Regions from separate parts of the Triticum aestivum genome. Here region 2 is linked to region 1. Evidence: chromatin contacts called from public Hi-C data. All regions are on one chromosome and are shown on one strand. The core of a region is the stretch at or near the end of the contact, and the rest is flanking DNA. Distances in the headings are between cores, read along the strand shown.

Region 1 (5,600 bases), core at 2,256-4,755:
AAACAGAAACCAAAAACTAGCAATGCAAAAAATCAAAACTAGGAAAAAGGAACCAAAACCTAACAGCATGACTACCAAACTAGCAAAAAAAAATATAGAGGCAGCATCTGGAGGCGTAGCATTTTCAGAAAAACAAGGGAGTCGCTTGTTCTGTGAGCCTCCTCTAACTCCCACCTCGTCAGATGTAACAATATAATACCATGTATTGGAATGGCTTTATCTACGCATTCTCTCTCCTAGTAGATATAGCTATTGTTGTGAACCTTGATTCACCATGGGATAACTACTGTGCTGTAGCCAGACGGGCATGGCTGTGAGGGATTGGGTAGACATGGGTTTAAACGAGAGAATAACTTGAGAGGGTGATTGATTGTTCTTGCCTGATTAAAACTGAGACACAATGCATCCTTATATATCGGCTATTTTGCCTCTGGACGTTTTCTAATACGACTGGACTCCTTAGTCCCCAACTGCTATAGAAGCTATGTACTGGCAACACCATAAGAGAACCACACTTAGTCTTACTGCATAATAAAACATCCATTGTTTTGGTGTTTCTAAGGTTGTATCTAGGAGAGAAAGAGTGTATGCATATGTTGTATCTAACCCTTGTTTTATAGCAATAAATGAAGACATAAATATTTAATACTGCATATTTCACTAGAATAGAGCATTCCTTGTTATTTTTACCCCTATGCTTATAATGCTTGCAGTTCATCTAGATGTAACAGAATTTTCTCATTTCCATCTGTGCGCCTACTCGATTCATATGGTTCTACCAAGTAAAGGGCAAGATGATTTGGGTGCATGTTCGAGGTAAGAAAGGGCGAAAGGATATCAACATGCAAATGCACTGAAAACAGAAAAATGAAAACACCATATTGCGCCATTCCAAAGCTAAGCGGGACAGTCATGTTGTGAGCATCGATGTACTCATTTAATGGATTTGAACGTGTCAGCTTTACTAGTGACATCAATGAGAAAATTGATAAATGGAGCAGCTGTGGCAACTACTAATTGCGTATATTTATTTGCTTCAATTATTTTCAGTTTAATCAATCCTTAAGGCTACTGCCCAGGAGAATGGAAAAACACCTAACGCATCAACAACAACAACAACAAAGCCTTTAGTCCCAAACAAGTTGGGGCAGGCTAGAGGTGAAACCCATAAGATCTCGCGACCAACTCATGGTTCTGGCACATGGATAGCAAGCTTCCACGCACCCCTGTCCATGGCTAGTTGTTTGGTGATACTCCAGTCCTTCAGATCTCTCTTTACGGACTCCTCCCATGTCAAGTTCGGTCTACCCCGACCACTCTTGAAATTATCGGCACGCTTTAGTCGTCTGTTATGCACTGGAGCTTCTGGAGGCCTGCGCTGAATATGCCCAAACCATCTCAATGATGTTGGACAAGCTTCTCTTCAATCGGTGCTACCCCAACTCTCATATATCATCATTCTGGACTCGGTCCTTCCTTGTGTGGCCACACATCCATCTCAAAATGCGCATCTCCGCCACACCTAATTGTTGAATATGACGCCTTTTAGTCGGCCAACACTCAGCTCCATACAACGTTATGGGTCGAATCGCCGTCCTATAGAACTTGCCTTTTAGCATTTATGGCACTCTCATGTCACAGAGAATGCCAGAAGCTTGGCGCCACTTCATCCATCCGGCTTTGATTCGATGGTTCACATCTTCATCGATATTCCCATCCTTCCGGGGCATCGACCCCAAATATCGAAAGGTCCTTCTGAGGCACCACCTGCCCATCAAGGCTAACCTCCTCCTCCTCGTTCCTAGTAGTACTGAAACCGCGCCTCATGTACTCGGTTTTAGTTCTACTAAGTCTAAAACCTTTCGATTACAAGGGTTCGTCTCCATAGCTCTAACTTCCTATTGGCCCCCGTCCGACTATCATTGACTAGCACCACATCATCTGCAAAGAGCATACAGCATGGGATATCTCCCTGTATATCTCTTGTGACCTCATCCATCACCAAAGCAAAAAAGATAAGGGCTCAAAGCTGACCCCTGGTGCAATCCTATTTTAATCATAAAAACACCTAACGCATAGTTACATTATATCCAATACTTGATGTCAATGCACCACAAGAGATCTACATTCTGCAGACAGTAATAGCATAATCCCAGGAATGTAGCAGAAGGGTTGGTTCAGAAGTAATAGACAGTATGTCACTGAGAAAACAAATGAGAAGGAAGGTGACCGACATACCAATCCAATCTTCAGCCGTAATAATAGAAAACAATATACATCAGGTCACCCACTCTAATTGAACAAATTAACCCGATATTTTTCCTTTGAATGCTTAGACACGACCTACAGTACGACTGTATATCAAGTATTAGTTTAATTTTTAAAAGCACCTAAAGTCATGGTCTGAAAACCAGCATCAGTGTCGATATGAACCAGAGCCCTAACAGAAAGCCTATAAATTCCTTGGACAACCCACACGGAGACATCATTCTCATGACTAACTTACACATCACCATTACAGTGCCTAAACTAACTATTGGGCAAGGGGCAAACGAAAATTCTAGACCTAACGAATCTGCTTCATGTTAACTTTTAATCAAAACAGAAAAAACCCATAAAAAGTCTGTACAATCAAACGGTCATTCAACAGTTTACACATAATAGAACCTCCCTGTTTACTGTCCAAGTAGCATAGCTTATTCTGAAACAGTTTGCTGCTTAGGAGAAAACAATCAAGCTCGCACAAAGGACTGCCAAAGTGTCTTCCTGCATTGTCATTACAATCAGTAATACTAAGATGAAGTAGCAGCAAGTAGGCTCGCGCTTCTTTGCTCTATTCTCGCGCAGGGATCAAACAGTTTATCCACAGGAAGGGCAGCATTAGCTAAAAGTGAATTTGGAGGATACCGAGCCATTTCCAGATCGCGGCCACTCCTCGCGTTGGGACCCTAAGCCAACCAGCCAGCCAACCAACCAACCAACCAACCAACCAACGAAATCAGTGGAACCTCCACATCTGGAGATCACATACGAGCACCAGCAGGGGGGGAAACTAGGCATCCGAACCGAACCAAACTCTGTAGCAGTAGAGCGAGCAAGGAAATGGAGAAGAGGGTGCGGGATCTGGTGATCTGACCTGGGGCACGAACATCCGCGGCGAGAGGGAGCGGCCGGGGCTCCCGGGCGGCGATCCGGGCCCGGCGCTGGCCCCCACGACACCCACCGAGCACGCACGGCGCACGTGGTTGGCGCCTCCGCCGTAGGGAGGGAAGCCGCGGGCCGAGGAGTCGTCGCCTCCGTCCTCCACGTCGACGTCGGCGGCGTCGGCCTCCCCGGGCGCGGCGGCGTCCTCCTCCCTGCCGCTGGCGTTGCCCATGGCCTCCTTCCCTCCTTCTCTCCTCCGCCCGCCCCCCGCGGCGGCGAAATCACGGAAGTGCCACTCACTGCGTTGTGGCGCTGCTGTTGCGCGAGGGGGCAAGGAAGACGAGCGAGAGAGAGAGGAATGGCTGCGCCCGTTTGGTCGCGTAATTAAGCGCGTGCCGCTGCCTGCCCCTTGCCCGGGAAGCGTGGCGGCACCCGTGCACCCGGCGCTCGTGGGTTGCACCGTCACCGTCGCGTCGGCCCCACGTGGCCCGGCCGCCGGTCGGTGCAGGAGGGTGTAGCGCACGGAGGGCCGTGTTTGGTGATAGTATGTACGTGACGTGGAGCGGGCCCCGGCCCTGGTCACGGCGCGCACGTTCGGACGGGCGTTGGGTGAGGGGGATAGAGGAGCCTTCGGGCGACGGCTCCCGGGACCCGAAATCCGCCATCCGTCTCTGCAATCTCATTGGCGTGTTGTCTCGCGAATCCTTTGCGTTGAAGAATTGAGAATCGTGAAAGGGATGGGTTCGTGTCGAGGAACATGGTAGGTGAAGGATTGGCCTTCTGGCGGTTGCCGTCGCGAGTATCACCCAAATTCCAGTGTTTGTCGTGCCACTGCAGGAAATTTGGCAACACTGTCGTCGTTCGTTTCATGTAGGTTGCGCCTCATCTAGAGCTTGGATTTGCGTCGATGAATTCTGAACCATTTTTATTTGATGTAAGTAGGACGAGAGACGACCTAACAACACTTAGTTAATTAGTTATGCGTTCGGCATGCCTTAACACGAAAGTGGTACTACTCCGCATCGACGTGTGATCCATCTCTACCAACACTACTCAGCTCCTTCTTCGAATCTTACCTCCAAAAAAAAAAGTCCTTAATCGAATCATCGGGAATCGATTGCTGATACAGATGGATCCGGCCACCGTCGAATTATCTAAGGCCCTTCCCAGTGCTTCGTCATGGACAAGTGCTAAGCATGTCACATAAGCGAAAAAATGACATGGCACAGCAATTAAAGAGAAGAGAGAGCATTTTATGATCCCAGAAAGAACCAATGTCAAGCACCTGAACCTAGGCAATCCACTTAAATGAAAGAAGTTGACCAATGCATGACAGAGTTTAGGTGCTAAATCATTAAATAAAGTAAGCGCGGCAACGACAAGACAAGCTAAGCGCATATGCATTGGAGAGTTGACTTGCTAAACTATATAATGCACTTAGCACCTCATCTAAGCATCTTTGCATTGGAAAAGACCTAACGACACCAGCAAAGAGAGTAAATAGGATAAAACTACTGCAATTTGGGTTAGGGCTCCAAAAACTATTATTTTTTTTCACTGGTAACTATCAAGTCTGAACGAATAAATTACAATTCTCTTTCCGACTGCCTCTAAGAGCATCTATGGGGCCTCAGACCTCAAACGCCCGAACGGGTTGATCGGTCACAAAATACTGACTCACACAGGCGCCTCAAACCATCCTCAGACGTCCGAGTTGTCCGGCGCCCATCATATCCAACCCAAATATGGGGCGGATATGGGGCAGCCCGGGCTCGTCCGCTACGTCGGCCCGACCCATGCCGACCCCACATATATCCCCTTTGATAAACCCTAGACCTCAGTTCACTCCACTCTCTCCGTCTTCTCCTCTTCCCAATTTGTTCTTTCCCCTTCCCAATATGTTGTCTCCTCTTCCCAATTCGATCCATGGCAGACGACAGCAGCGGCTCCAGCTCCAATCTCGACGAGGGCGACGTGCGGTCGCTCTCCGAATTGCTTCGCGCCGCTCCCGTCTAGATCAGGACGGCAACAGCGGAGGCGGCTGCTACTTGTGAGCTGCGTTGAGATTTCCCTGAAGAGGACAGGATGATGCAGTACAACAGAGATAAGTATTTTCCTCAGTTAAGAACCAATGTTATTAATCCAGTAAGAGAACCACGCAAGACATCGTGAACAGCACCTACACACAAAATAACTAATACTTACGCCCAACGCAAACAAGGGGTTGTCAATCCCTTGGCAGTTAATTGCAAGGATCAAATCTTGTAGTGATAGATAGATAAACAAACACACACAAAAATAACGATAAAAAAATTGCAGCAATGTACTTTTGGATTTTAATATATGATAAAGATAGACCCTGTGGCCATAGTTTTTACTAGAGGCTTCTCTCTTGAGCAAAAAAACACACGGTGGGTAAACAAATTACCGTTGGGCAATTTATAGAAAAACGCATA
Region 2 (5,561 bases), core at 647-3,146, 490 kb after region 1:
CGTATAAATCATTTAACCTACGATTCGAAGGAATTTCATAGGATTTGTGGAGGATTTAAACTTGGGATAGGAAAAATTCCTAAGGATTGATTTGCACATAGTTTGAACGAAAATATCTATCCACTCAAATCTCTTTGTATAACTTTTGTTTTTCTGTGGCATCATACACATATTGTTCAAATTGATGTGGTTTTCTAGTCCTATAGCATTTAAGAGAACATGACATTTTAATCATATGCTTTTTCTATTCCTGTATTTTGAGAACCCTGCGAACAAAGAGGGCCCCACAATTATGACTTCACGTGCTTTTCTAGTTCTATATAGGATTTAAATAGTTACAACTTTTTTGACCTCCCAAGTCTCAACTCATCTTTTTTTAGAAACTCAGGAGTCTCTCCGCAGCTCAGTTGAATATCAGCAAAACATCCTCATTGATTGAAAAAAGTTCACATGATTTTTGAAGGATTTTGATTTTTTCCCTTCATATTCCCGTGTTTTGAGAAACTACAAATCAGAGGCCCATAAATAGGTTCATGAAGAAAAACCAAAGCTACATGCCCATAAATAAGTCCACAAGCTCACGCAGGAGCATAGCTCATTATACAGACACATCGTTAGATGTTGCGTCAACTAACAGTCTACTCTCTCTGCATGGGCATAGTTTGCAAATCTGAGTTTGTTTTTGCGGGCTCCAAACCTGAGTTATGAGTGTAATTTTTGTATACTACTTTTGCACAACAACCGCTTCCCAATTTACATTTGGAATTTTGTCAATGATTGGATACACCTCGAAAACATTGATACCATCTTGTGGCACTCCAAAAATTACGTTAAAAATTGGTGGATCAATTTATCATATGCCAACACCCCTCATAGGAAAGTCATGGTCTCTCTCTCAAACAAGAGAAATGCCCATGTCTTCTGTCACAAGATCGTTCCACATCCAATCCTTCTAAGCTTAATTAAAGAGGAGGCCGTGCTTTGGGCCAAAGCGGGTGCTAAAAAGTTAGAAAAAATAATATTAAGAGAGTAACACTTTTGGTTGTAGGGTATCTTTGTAACAATAAACTTCTTAATTAATAGACGAGGCAAAGCTCACGCCTTTGTTTAAAGAAAAACAATAACAATAGCGACGATGACAATAATATTTCTCATACAAATTCAGTAGTACCAATTTGTGTTTGTCATAACCAAGAACTTGGATAGTGAAACTGCATCCCATGCTTCGAAACGGCAAAGCGGTAGCTGATAGCGAAAAAGTTTAGCTCCCAGGAGCACGCGTCCTTTTTTTGCGATGAAAAAGGAGATGCATCCACACAGCCGCGGTACACTCTACGCGACTATAATTTGCTAAGCGGTCAGCGACTCTATTTTGATCCTTATTTAATTTCTGGGGAATAAACCCCCCATCCCTCATCAATGCCTTAATTTCAGCTACGAGATGTCCATAGGCAGAACGAATCAATCCATCTCCTGTCAAACTCGATAACGCCACACTAGAATCAGATTAAACAATCACCGAAAAATTGGAGTGTTGTATAGCAAATGCCATCCCTTGCATAAGCGCATGTATCTCCACTTCCAATGCATCATTGCAATTGAAAATATATCAGTATGCTGCAAAAATAACTGATCCATCATGTCGCTGGAGAATCAACCCTACGGCTGCGGCGCCATAATCAACTGAAAAAGATCCATCAACTGATAGAGCAACGGAGTCTGTAGTAGGAGGTGGCCAATGCTTAGGAGCAGGATTAATTCTCGCTTGGGGCAAAGCCCAATCAGCAACCGGCATTTACACATGAGCAACGTTATTTTTAGACTTGCTGCTCTGTACGTATTTCGCAAAGCAAGGAGTACTTTGTCACTTTCCTAGGGCTTTTTTGGCTGTACTGCGAAATGTCCATCCCAACGGGGGCGGCTACAGAGCGTCGCTATCCACTCCCTCGTGATAACTGAGACCGACGACACGTACAGCTAGCTACTGTCGCGTGGCTGTCTATCACTATCAGATCAGCCGGGGCCTGACAGTGACACGATCCTGGCACCGGCCACCGCCGTGAGACTAAAAAGAAGCGGGGCGGGATACGGCGGACCGAGAAAGAAGCGCCAACGCCGAGCATGGCTACCACGGTCCTCGCCGTGACGGCTTCAGCAGCTCCAGCGCCGCCTTCGTTGGGGGCTGCGCGCTTCAGCCCGGTGAGTACTCCAGCCGAGCTCCTGTGGTTGGTGGCCGTCGTGCCTTTCGGCCTCCTTCCACCCTTGTGGCGCGCTTGACCTGCTTGATAAAATGCCTTTACCAAGTTGCTATGGTTATGGTGCTATGCTGGATTCTGTGACGATGGATGCGTCATGCGTCATTCCTACGGGCCAAGAGGGGTGGATGGAAGGGCAAGTGCTCCTGTCTCCTATCAGGATATTCGATGAAATGCGTGTGTGAGCACGTGATTCTTGTGGCTCGTTCTGGCGCCTGAGGCTGACGGAATGCTGAGGCCCATATTGCCTACAGATGATGCTTGCGTTCTATTTGTTCTGCATCTGGTTTAGTTACTGTCAGATGTACTAGTAGACATGGACACATTCAAGTGCTGATCAACTGCTGTTTGATGCTTCTGCGCGTAGGTTGCAGGACCTGCTGTCACTCTTAGAACGCAATGTTGGATTGCTGCCAAGATGAAGCTCCACAAGGCCCTGAGGAGGCATGGATCGCAAGTTCAGAGAAAGCTGGAAATTCAAGGGGTTGGTAAAATTCCTGACTGCTTCAAGGTTGCATCGCTGACTGGAAGGATAACTCGTCGGAATGTACAGCTTGCTGATGGTTGGTATTCGGAAACCACTTGCTATTTGCTACTTCAAGTATATCTATCAAAATTATGGGATTCCTGGCTTATCATTCCCGCAGTTTTACATGTGCATGGCACTAGTTTGCTTCATGCCTTTGAAAGTTATGTTCAGTTTGCATTATTTGTGAAATATGCTAGTCCCCAGATTTCACCATACTATCTTACTACTGTCATCACAAATTTCTCCGTGGTTATTTGCTTGCATCCAGATGCTTTCACACACACTGACACACATTATTTCTTCCTTTTATGTAGAAACTGGAGGTGAAACAGCAAATACAAGCTCTGTTATGTCAGATAACTCGATCGATGACAAAAGTTCAATGCATCTGGGACTCAACCACTCTGAAGCTGATCGTCCTGTACTAGAGGAAGGCGTTGTTCTGTTTGATAACTTTGATGACCAACCTGAAAGTATACCATCTCTTTGCATTGCTGTCATTGGAGCTACTGGCGAACTGGCAAGAAGTAAAGTCTTCCCAGCACTATTTGCTCTGTATTACAGTGGTTTTCTTCCTCAGGTATGAGCACAACATGTCATAACTTCTGCTTGCCTTCATTTTTATTCTTTTTTAGAACGATCTGTAGCAAACAAGCCTCGATCTTCAATCCTATATTTGTGATCAACCCGCTGAATCATCAATTTCTATTTAGGATTAGTTCCATATTTCCCATACATAGTTCGGCTTAGTGCCAATAGAGGTGGTGTTGTATATGTGAATAATGATGTAGAATAATCAGATTTTCGAGTCCTTATGGGAGTTTGAATCTAGTGACTGCCTGTCAGCTGTCTGTATTATCATTTCATCATGTCACGACTTCAATGCTTTATATTGCAGAATGTTGCCATATTTGGATATTCTAGAAAGACATTAGCAGACGAGGATTTAAGATCCATGATTGAAGCCAATTTGACCTGTCGGGTAGATCACCAGTACGTTTCTTTGGTAGCAGACCTTGACTCCAAGCTTCATGCTATTAAATTTAGGAAGTTTTCATCTGATATATATTTATAATATTGTTGTGCTGCAGTGAAAACTGTGAAGAAAAGTTGAATGAATTCCTTAAAAGGACATACTATGTCGATGCAGGACATGATAACAAAGATGGGATGGCGAAACTAAATTCGAAAATGGCACAGATAGAGGTGAGATTACATCATACTTCTGAAATTCTGTTGGATCGAATTCAAGTGCTATAATTGAACCTGGGCTTTGTATGTTAATTCCCAACTTCTCGTTTCAAAGGGCATTTGTGCAGCAAACCGGATATTCTACCTTGCTGTTCCCCAAGAGGCACTTCTTGATGTGGCATTGCCATTATCTGACAGTGCCCAAACTAAGCATGGCTGGAATAGGATAATTATTGAGAAACCATTTGGCTTCACTAGTTTGTCCTCACAACGGGTAACACAGTCTTTGCTGTCAAGATTTGAAGAGAAGCAAATCTACCGGTGACCATCTTGTATCCATGCAAGTTACAAGTCCTGTCACTAGTTTTTACTGCACCTTTCATTCCATTAAATCTTATTGCTAAACATTATATCACACAGAATTGATCATCTTTTGGGGAAGGATCTAATTGAAAATCTCACTGTCTTGAGATTTTCTAATTTGGTGTTTGAACCTTTATGGAGTAGGAAGTACATACGCAATGTGCAGGTACTTTTGAAACAAGCTCATTTCACCAATGTTTTTATTTTTACACACACACTGCTAATGTGCATGCATTGTTACAGGTCGTTTTTTCTGAAGAAACATCAGCAGAAACACAAGGGAGGTCAGTTAACATGAAGGCATTTCTCTTACGGAAAAAGAAACATCACTAAGTCATCATCGATAAAAGAATGCTGAAGCCCTTTAGGTTACATCATCATTAGGCACCATTTGTTTTGCACAGTCTAGATATGGCTATGCTGGTTTTACGTAAATTAGCACAAGTTCATCCTGCTGAGTAATTCTTAACAAAGGAAATTTAGTACTGCACCAGTTTTAATCCTGGTTTTATGCTGCATGATTAGCTTATAACTGGGTTGTGACCTTCAATGTAGTCTCTAATTTACTCAGGGTTTTTAATGAAAATTTAGTCCATTATTAGTGCTCCCATTTTACATTTATATTATCATTTAGTTCCTCCACCATGTCATTTCAGGTACTTTGGAAACTACGGGATAATCCGTGACATAGTGCACAGCCACATTCTTCAAACGATAGCACTATTTGCTATGGAACCACCTGTAAGTCTTGATGGGGAGGATATCCGCGATGAGAAGGTAACCGAGTAGAGCACTATAATTTTATACCAGAGGAAACCATGCACTTACCATCCTAGAAGTTAAAAAATGCTAATATCTGTTACAGGATTATGAAAACTATATATTATGCAGGTGAAGGTGCTCAGATCAATTCGAAAAGTGGACATTGAGGATGTCGTCCTTGGTCAACTCAAAGATGCCTCTGGTGACGTTGACCGATATACAAAATCAATGACACCTACCTACTTTGCTGCCGCCATGTACATTGACAATGCACGTTGGGATGGGGTACCTTTTTTGATCAAGACTGGAATGGGACTTATGGAGAATAGGTACTCTCGATGAGTTCCATAACTTTTACCATTAGATGTCTTAGCTGGTTTATCTCTTACTCTCAAAAGAAGTTAGTGTAAGATTTCAGTGACCTCATCATATCCTTTTGTTATAATGGAATCATCGTTACA

Evidence for each region. A called contact is a pair of places that touch in the nucleus more often than the background predicts.
Region 2: a Hi-C map of leaf shows a contact between it and region 1, with 5 times the contacts expected there. The contact joins the promoter of LOC123097637 here to the promoter of LOC123097633 in region 1. A contact is called at or near these places in 2 of 5 Hi-C or Micro-C datasets (both in leaf).

Annotation. Positions count from the first base shown.
Region 1 is chr4D:313,769,898-313,775,497 of IWGSC CS RefSeq v2.1, forward strand. LOC123097633 (SNF1-related protein kinase regulatory subunit beta-1) reads right to left here and starts at 3,506. Exons shown (of 4, transcript XM_044519424.1): 1 at 3,137-3,506. The coding sequence starts at 3,376.
Region 2 is chr4D:314,263,717-314,269,277 of IWGSC CS RefSeq v2.1, forward strand. LOC123097637 (inactive glucose-6-phosphate 1-dehydrogenase 4, chloroplastic) reads left to right here and starts at 1,897. Exons shown (of 12, transcript XM_044519426.1): 1 at 1,897-2,199; 2 at 2,623-2,818; 3 at 3,099-3,364; 4 at 3,683-3,777; 5 at 3,876-3,990; 6 at 4,091-4,296; 7 at 4,396-4,504; 8 at 4,582-4,622; 9 at 4,995-5,115; 10 at 5,230-5,429. The coding sequence starts at 2,122.